Regions from separate parts of the Mus musculus genome. Here region 1 is linked to region 2. Evidence: chromatin contacts called from public promoter capture Hi-C data. All regions are on one chromosome and are shown on one strand. The core of a region is the stretch at or near the end of the contact, and the rest is flanking DNA. Distances in the headings are between cores, read along the strand shown.

Region 1 (4,471 bases), core at 1,603-4,102, 150 kb after region 2:
GCAAAGAGGTTCTACAGGGGGCCTCCTGAGAGTCGGTGGCCTAAGACTCACAGCAGTGGCAGGCCATGTCCTAGCTTGGAGTTCTTCAGCAGTTTTGGCTAAATGACCTCAGAAATCCAAATCCATGGCTGTCTATTATTTTTTTCTTAGGATAAAGGACAGATGTCCTAGTCATGGCCAGTAGGAATGGTCTAGCACCTCCGGGCTCCTGTGCATCTCTTAAGGCTCCATTTACAATGCCTGCCTTCAGGTTGTCTGTTGAACTGGTCTGAAACCAGAGGGTATGCTCCAAGATGCAAAGCTCAAAGAAAATTGTACGTAGTCTCTGAATAGTCTAGTTTGCTTTATACTGCAGTGATAAACACTATGACCAGAAACAATTCAAGGAGGAGAGGGTTTATTTCATCTTACGGTTTACAGTCCCTTATGGATGGAGGTCAAGGCAGGAACCTGGAAGCAGAAGCTAAAGCAGGTTTCACAGGTACTGTATGGGGGCATCCTGAAGGACTGATAGTATTGCTGCTGCTTATTGGCTTGCTCCCGTGGCTTACTTACTCTGTTCTCTTATACAGTCTAAGATCACCTGCCTTGGGGTGGTACCACCCACAGTGGGCTGGGTCCTTCCACAGTAATCATTGATCAAACTGCCCTACGGATTTGCCTACAGACAATCTGATGGAGACAGTCTCTCAATTGAGATTTCCTCTTTTCAGATGACTGATTCTAGCCTGTGTCAAGTTGACAACAAACAAACAAATAAACAACCCCATCACAGTGAGGGAGGAGTAATGTCATATTTCTCTCCTGTGTGATTGATGAGAAGAGTGAGGTAAGAGATGTGGCTGCATGCCCATTATTAGAGGGGAAGAAAGGCCAGGTATTCAGGGACATAAAGAGAGCATTTGCATCTATTAGGAGCAAAATATCAAGGAACTTAGACTCATGGATAATACTGAGTAACAAATCGAGATCCAACACAGTGCAGGAACAACTTGACTTAGGACTGAGTTACTGCCCATGAAGCTCAGTACAAGTTGAAACCATCCTACGTAGACATGTTTTTATCCCACCTGACCTGCTGAAAAGCAAGCTTAGCAATCAGGCGGAACGTCCGTGATTTACCCTGCTGATCTGACTGACCAGAAAGAAGCCTCAGATCATCGTTCCTGCCCAGAGCCCTGTTAAGAGTAGCGCACTGTATGTTGCTAGCATGGGAGAGGATCCAAATGTGAGGTTCTGTTTCTTCTGCTTCACCTTCACCTTCAAGTCAGAAAGAACTTTAGTTCCAACCATTGTAAGACACGGATTGTCTATTCAATATACACAATTTGAAAATAGAGAATGAAATGTTGAAGTTCTTCAGCAAGGGCAGGAATAAGAATGAATGTTAGACACATGAGCTATGTATAGAGGGCACAGCAGAGAGCAAAGGAAGCAAGTGCAGGAAGCCAGACAGGGGCCTCATGTGGACCACTGAAGAAGCATGGCCTGCCTTGCTGGAAGCTCTCAATACCCTCCCCACCTCCAAGGAAACCAGAAACCAAACCACTGAACTAGAAATTGGTCCGGTGTCTAAAGAGAAAGACAGGACAGACAGGGCCTTTTGTTCTGTCTCCTAAGTCTGGGGGAGCTGGAGAGATCCTGCTTGGGAATCAACACCTCCCAGAAGGAAAGGCTCATGGATCTGGTTGCAGCATAGATGATTGTCAAGGAGCCTTTGAATCTCCCTTTACCTGAGTGGGCTCGCCAACATGACCTCTGAGTCATTTTGTCGGTTTTCTACAAGGAAACAGGATGCCCTGGTTTTTTTTCTGGTCAGCTGTCTCTACAGAGGTCTCATAGGATTAACCAGCCCTTATTCATGGACTTGGGTGAGTCCCAGGTTTGGGGTCTGTCAACAATGCAAGCAGGGGTAAGGGTGCCCTCCAACCTACAACTACCATTTAATTAGCATTTTGGGATGGTTCATTGTTATATCCTAAGACTCTGTCTCTTTGAATTATAAGGATTTAACTGTGTTAAAAGATGGACATTTTATATTCATGGTTTAAGACTGATGGCACACTAGCCCATATATACAATTATATAGAATTTAACTTGCAAATTGAACAATGAAAGATACAAAGAAGGAAGCATACTGAAATATTCTAGTGGGTTGAAAATGAAGCTGGATGGAGGGTGATAGTTACATTAAGCTTTACTAAAAGCTTTTCAAATTTAATTATTCATCTTTTAAGCAATATAGTAGACAGCCCCCAAGGTGGCCCTCAATGATCCCACCTCCTGGTATTCATAACCCTGTGCAGTCTCTCCCACATGATAACCATGTTAGGCTCTGTGGCCAAAAGCACACAGCAGAAGTGAAGGCATAACACTTCTATGATTAGGTTAGAAGAGACTGTGACTTCCATCTGGGGTGCTCTCTCCTGCATGGCATGCTCTCTGAAGTCACCCACACTGGGGGAACCAGTGTCTTATTGGGTCGCTATGGAAGGGTCTGCTTGGAGAGGAACTGAGACCAACAGGCTGCAGGAATAGGAGGCATGTTAACAGCTGTGGGTGAATTTAGATTAAAGCAGGTGTTTGGCTTCAGCTAAGTTTTGAGATTACTGTACAATGACTAACATATTGAGATGTTCTGAAAGGCTAAGCCAGAACCATAAGCCCTTTAAATCATCCCTGGACTCCTGAGTAAAAAACACAGTAAGATAATGAATGTTTAAAGCTGTAAAGTTTTTGGTAACTTGTGCAACAAAATTTGCCTAACACAGGCAGCCTTACCCCTTTCTGAGATGACAGACTTCCTGAGATGACAACATGCTGGACTCACATCCTCTTGGCTGGGTGTGGCTATGGTGGGTGTGGCTATGGTGGGTGTGGCTATAGTGTGCCTTGCTGCTGGGCTCTAGGACCATTGGTGTGGGCTGGTAGAGGGAGGAACTGGGTTAGGTGGACAGAAGAAGTGCAGTCCCAAATGGCCTTGTTTGTAATGGAGAAATGGTCTCTTAAAAATTTATATTTTTAATTAAGTAAGTGCCTTTTTTTGAATGTATGTTTGCCATGGCATGTGTGTGGAAGCCGGAGGGCACCTTGCAGGAGTGGGTCTTTCTTTCTACCATGTAGTTCTCAGGGATTGAATTTAGGTCATGAGATTTAGTAGCAAGCACCTTAATCTGACAATCTCTCTTGCTGGGTCAGAAATGGCTTGTTTTAAGGAAGGTGATAATCAACTGGAATTTGGCAAAAAACAAAACAAAACAAAACAAAACACAAAAAACAAAACCAAAAACCAATCTGTCTTAACAGTCACAGTCAGCCTCAGCCTGAGTGGGGTGGGCCGATGTTTAGAGATGTGAAATGATTTGTTCAGGATCCCAAGCTTTGAAAGGAAGGGCTCAGATTCATATCCGGGTCTGAATCTAACAATAGAAAGCAGATAAAGTGAATAGACTCTGGTTTACAAGGTCCATGCACGTACCAGCTCACTGTGGCCTCACAACTGCTGTGGGAAGACCAACTTCCCCACTCTCCAGTGCAGGAGAGTGACCTGAGGGCTGGAGTGGTTGGTGCAGGGACTTGTCCTGGTCCAGCTATGAGAGTGACGCCAGGCACTTGGGCAGATGTGCTCAGCACTGCCATTACACCAGGAGAATGGCTCTTAGTTTGCTTATGTTTAAAAGACTGCTTTCTTTCCTCTTTGACTAGGTATCCCTCTCACAAGTGAGGGGTCCATGAAGCCAAGAAGACATTTGTTTCCCCCTTTCTACCCACATCCAGAGCTTCTCTGTGTGTCCTGGCCTGAGTCTGGCTGTTGAGTATGGTGTTCTCTCTTCTTGTTTCCTATAAGCAACAAACTGCTCTGTGCACTTCTACTTTGCAGAAGGTGTGTTTGGAGCTCAGATGCATGGGCCAGAGTGCCCCTGCGCATAAGTGCATGTGAGCATCCTTATGGTGGATAGAGCCAGCTAGGCTAGTTTTGGTTTTCTCCAAACCTTGAATCTTAATGCAGAATGACAAGGAGTCATAATTAGCTCCTGGCTTAACTTATGAACCTGGCTTTCCAACTCCTTACAGATGAATATTGTCCAGATAGAAGGATGTAAAATATTCCATTTCAAAACATATTGGCTCTATTTCCAACTTTAATTTATTTTGGTATAGCACACAGTGGCCTAACAAGTGTTGGAGAGGAGTCTGCACACAGCCGTGCTTTTTACAAGCAAGTAGAAAAGCCAAAGACTTAAGATAGGCAGAAGTGCGGTGTTGATATAAGGAAAGGCTTGGAAAAACAATGGGGGTAGGAAATGGGAGAAAGGAATTGATATTTAAGAAAGAAACCAGTGTAAGAGGAGCAGAGGAGATGATGAAGGACGCCATGGCAGATGAAGGTGGTGTAGATTCTTGAACTTGGTCCATCAAGAGGAAACATGTTTCTTCCTTTACTTTCGTCTGGGCTGAGAGTATGGCTAGC
Region 2 (4,618 bases), core at 376-2,875:
GCTGGGATTGAAGACCTGGCTTGGAAAACTGTTTTAAGTGGGAAAGTATCCTGTGTTTGTGGATCTAAGATCGTCATGATCATCACATTTCCCGAAAGGTTTGGCGTAATCCCTTAGTGAAACTTCAGCTGTTACAAAAGTCTGAAAACTGGGCTGGAGATGTATCTAAACGATAAAGCAGTTGCTTAGGATATCCAGAAGGCCTGGTTTTGGTCTGCAGCACACACATACCTCACCATTAAACACCAATTGATATGGACACTCGTGAGACTTAGAACAGCCACAATAACCTTGGAAATGAACAAAAAAGTTTGGCGAAATCGCAGCATAATCAAGATACAAACCATAATCAAAATGAGACAACAGTAAGTGCTGGCGAGGACGTGGGGAACTCAGAACTCCCCCGTACCTATCTGCACTGCTGTGGACTGGAACACAGTCTCAGCTTCACAGGGCAGCTGTACTGATGAATGCCTTTGATCCCAAGCCCTTGCTAGGCAGAGGCAGGAGAATCTTGGTGAGTTTGAGGCCAGCCTGGTCTAGATTTTTTTTTTGTATTTTGTCTCATTATGTAGCCCTGGCTGTCCAGAACTTTACTATGTAGAGCAGGCTGGCCTCAACTCACAGAGAGCTACCTGTTTCTGCCTCCTGAGTGCCTGGATTAAAGCCGTGTGCCACCACACCAGGCTTCTTTTTCTCTTTTTTCTTTTTGCAAATGAGAAGTCTTACAACCAACTCAATCAACCTACACCTGTAACTGTAAGCTAAACCATCAGAATCAACTACATACACGATTTCAACTTTAGGAGCTCTTAAAACTCTTACAAGTGTAAAAACTGTCCCGACAAAGAGACACCCCCTACGTCCAAGAATATCAGCACAGAATCATGTTTCAGGGCTCTTCCAGGGCAATCTGAACGGCCAGGATCACTAAACAAGGTAACCTCTGAACTAGACAGCCCTAGTATGCTCGAGGGCGGGAGTCAGGAATGCTGAGCATACAGCCTGGGGGTGGGGTGGGTAGAGACTTGAGGGTGGAAGAAACCTCCATCCACCTTTCCACAGTAAAGCCCTGTCCAGGCCTGCACTCGCGTCTGCGGGGTTCTCGTTGTGAGTACCTACAATGTGACCACAGTGCTAGATGAGAGGACTACAGAGACAAGAGTACAGTGTACAGTCACAAACGCTCCAGGAGGAAGCACGGCGGAGAATGGCTTCCACAAGGTGATAACCCGGATTTCTCAAAGCAGGTAGAGACACTAGCAGGGAGTGACTCATTCAAGGGGGGCGAGGCACCGCCTGCCTGTGACCCCAGCACCGGGAGGCTGAAGCAGGAGGATTGCCGCGACTTCCAGGCCAGCCTGGGAAAGAGTATGTATGGGTGTGTCAAAACGACAAAACAATCTTGGAAAAAAGGACATGGGGTGGGGGGAATGGGCTGGGGCGACGCGCAGTGACGAGAATGCTAGGTCCCGTCCGCCCCCCGACCTGCCTGCACCTTGCCTAGCAGCCGTCTCACGCCCTCACAGTCGAACTCCATGGTCAGCAGGGGCGCGTTCTTCGGCCGCAGTCACTGGGCTTGTTTCAAAACACGCTGGGAACGGAGGCCGCACGGGCCCAAACTTCCGCAGAGGACGGTCCCCGCCTTCTGCAGTAGGCGGAGCTCGGGTAGGATGCATCCAGACGCCGCGCCCCGTCAGTCAGGTATCGACTAGACCCGGAGACCAGATCTCAGAGCCCCGCCCCGTCCCACCCCGCCCTTTCCAGTCCGAGGACTCCCGCGGGTTCTGCATCTACCTTTACCCTAAACTAGAGACTGACAGCCGCCCAGGGCTCCGGGGACTGGAGCGCCCTGCGAGGTGGAAAAATACCGCCCGCTTGCTGGGGGTGGGTGGGGTGGGGGTGGGAATTTAGCTAGGAAGAACCAAAGAACGAACAGATGCAAGCGACATGCGAGTTTCCTGGGAGACTAGAATTCAGCACAAAATTGGGGGGTGGGGGAGAATTATCAAAGTCAAAAAGTGTAGCCGAATTTTAATGTTCAAAATCAAGGTTTTGCCGGGTGATGGTGACGCACGATTTTAAATCCCAGCATTCAGGAGACAGGGTCAGGCTGGTCTCTGCCAACCTGGTCTACAAAGTGAGTTCCAGGACAGCCAGGGCTACACAGAGTGAGAACCACCTATAACTCCAGTTGAATAGCTTCTCACACCCTCTTCTGGGCGCTGCGTGTTCGTGGTGAGCTACTTCTGCACTGTACTTGCAGGCAAAACACCCGTACACATAAAGTAAAAACAAATTTCAAAAATAATATTGTCACGACTAACCAAAAACCAACTGCACAGAAATAAGACTCTTTTTCCTGACAAGTGTCACTAACAAGATTATTAAAATGGCTAGTAAGCTATGCTTAGAATCAAAACACATCAGTCTTGACCTACACATAGCAAAATGGCTTTTATTCTTTTGATCCATGTCTATATGGTCTTCATAAATCACCTTATAATATTACTTACCTTAGAAGAATTCTATGAAGAAATAAGTATACCACCACATTGAAAAAGCAATCTTATAGCTCATTCTCCTTAAGCCACATAATATTTTAAGTGTGCCTTGTATTTCTGCTTAATGAACTATCTTTTTCATTCTAATATCTCCTCAAAGTCTTTGTGCAGTAGCAGTCAAGATCCCTGCTGCAGCTGAGGTGAGACCCCCTGAGTTGAGGTTCCTCCAGCTTTATAGCTAGCAAAATCCATCTTTGTCTCTGGCATAGAACACTCACAATAACTTGTTAGAAGTGCAGACTCCTGGGGCTAGAGAGATGGCTCAGTAGTTATGCCAACTGTAACCCTGGCTCCAGGGGTATAGGGCATCTCTGGGCTTCCAGGGCACCTGCACTCATGTGCACGCGCGCGCGCGCGCACACACACACACACACACACATACACACACACACACATACACATGCATGTGCACACACATGAACACACATAGACACACATTTAATTGCAAAATGTTAAATGCAGGCAGGTAGACAGATGGTTTAGCTGTTAAGGGCAGTTGCTGTTCTTGAACAGGAACAAGGTTCAATTCCCACATAGCAGCTCAAGGCTATGTATAACTCTAATTTTAGGGGATCTGATGCCCTTGTGCCCTCCCTCTCCTACCCTTTTCTGACACCAGGCACTCTTTTTTTTTTTTTTAAAGATTTATTTATTTATTGTATGTGAGTACACTGTTGCTATCTTCAGACACACCAGAAGAAGGCATCAGATCCCATTACTGATGGTTGTGAGCCACCATGTAGTTGCTGGGAATTGAACTCAGGACCTCTGGAAGAGCAGTCAGTGCTCTTAACGGCTGAGCCATCTCTCCAGTCCCCAACACTAGGCACTCTTATGGTGCACATACAGGCAGCTCACACACATAAAATAAAGATGAGTAAATAAACAAGAGAATTTTGAAGAACTTATTTGTTGATATGAAATTGTATCTATTTGTTGGTATAGTTGATATTTTGAAATATTTATACGTTGTGGAGTGGCTAAATTGAAACAATTAGTATGAAAGATATAGACTTAGGCAAACAGAAACTCTAGGGCTAGTCTGAGAAATGTTTTGGATGCTGGGGATGGAAATCAGGTCCCCAGCTCTGTGGCAGACCTGTACTGCCAGCTGCCAGGCAGGGTGTTTCAGCTGCCTTCAAGACAATCCCGAAGGAGTGAGGTCAGGACACTGTACTATGGGGCTTTCTCCTAGGACTCTGGTTTATGAAGACCTTCCTGCCAGAGGCTGGAACATAGCTGTACTTAAGAAACTAGGCTTTGGGCTGGAGAGAGAGATGGCTCGGCAGTTAAGAGCACAGACTGCTCTTCCAGAAGTCCTGAGTTCAATTCCCAGCAACTACATGGTGGCTCCTAACCACCTGTAATGGGATCCAGTGCCCTCTTCTGGTGTGTCTGAAGACAGCTGCAGTGTACTAACATACATAAAATAATATTTAACAAAAAGAAAGGAAGAAACTAGGTCTCCTGCTCCTTACAGGGAGGGACAGCAGTACAGCTCAGGGAGACGGTGTCTGAAGTGTTTGAGGATTTGGACACCTGGAGGAAGCTCTAAGGAAGAAAGGGCTCACTCTGGACTAGTGCTATCAGAAGCAGACACGTTTCAGTGACTAACTTCCCTGTGAAGGTTGTATGTAAGATGGGTACACTTGGAAAAAGGAAGGCTATAACCAGCAATGACTGACAAAGCAGCCGGGGCAGCTGGTCTTAGCCAACAGGAACCTGTTTGGTATTTCCTTGTTCTTGGTTCAGTTGTGTCTCACTTTTCCATGGGCTCAGCGACCTTATCTGTTGTTAGTATTTTGTGGGATGGCTTCTATCCAACAGAGGAATGAACTGACCTAGCTCTGAGGCTCAGGGCAAATTCTATCAGTACTGAGCTTAGCTCTATGATAAGCAACTTGTGTGTGTGTTTGAGACCACACTGACCCAGCATACCTCTGTCCATCCTGAATGAAGCTGTTGCATTTGGCGAACCATGTTACCTCTGCATCCGTCAAGGGGGAAATCCTGAAGATCTCGTCTGGTCCTGTGGATGTGGGCCAAAATGTCTG

The links. Promoter capture Hi-C pulls out the DNA fragments that hold promoters and counts their contacts.
Region 1: a promoter capture Hi-C map of hematopoietic stem and progenitor cells shows a contact between it and region 2. The contact joins the enhancer-like site here to the promoter of Uevld in region 2. A contact is called at or near these places in 14 of 39 promoter capture datasets (the C10 cell line, the HPC-7 cell line, cranial neural crest and 10 more), 1 of 15 datasets of contacts at CTCF or cohesin (the NIH/3T3 cell line), 8 of 484 Hi-C or Micro-C datasets (B cells, Th1 cells, bone marrow-derived macrophages and 5 more), 2 of 115 datasets of contacts at active chromatin or transcription factors (CD8 T cells and pancreatic cancer cells) and 3 of 9 other capture datasets (adipose tissue, liver and pancreatic islet).

What each region holds. Positions count from the first base shown.
Region 1 is chr7:47,101,394-47,105,864 of GRCm38.p6, forward strand. All of the region lies in intron 2 of Ptpn5 (protein tyrosine phosphatase, non-receptor type 5), which reads right to left. Gm14377 (a long non-coding RNA gene) reads left to right here. Exons shown (of 4, transcript XR_003946769.1): 1 at 1-1,871. Among named protein-coding and RNA genes, the nearest start is that of Gm14377, 8.0 kb to the left of the region's middle. Within about 2 kb of position 2,853, at least 82 of the 459 cell types and tissues checked have an H3K27ac peak or open chromatin away from gene starts, as enhancers often do. A contact at or near this core is called in B cells, CD8 T cells, Th1 cells and 4 more, where this site is marked.
Region 2 is chr7:46,956,893-46,961,510 of GRCm38.p6, forward strand. Uevld (UEV and lactate/malate dehyrogenase domains) reads right to left here and starts at 1,626. Exons shown (of 12, transcript NM_001040695.1): 1 at 1,499-1,626. The coding sequence starts at 1,540. It overlaps Gm39012 (a long non-coding RNA gene), which reads left to right and starts at 991. Exons shown (of 2, transcript XR_882075.3): 1 at 991-1,371.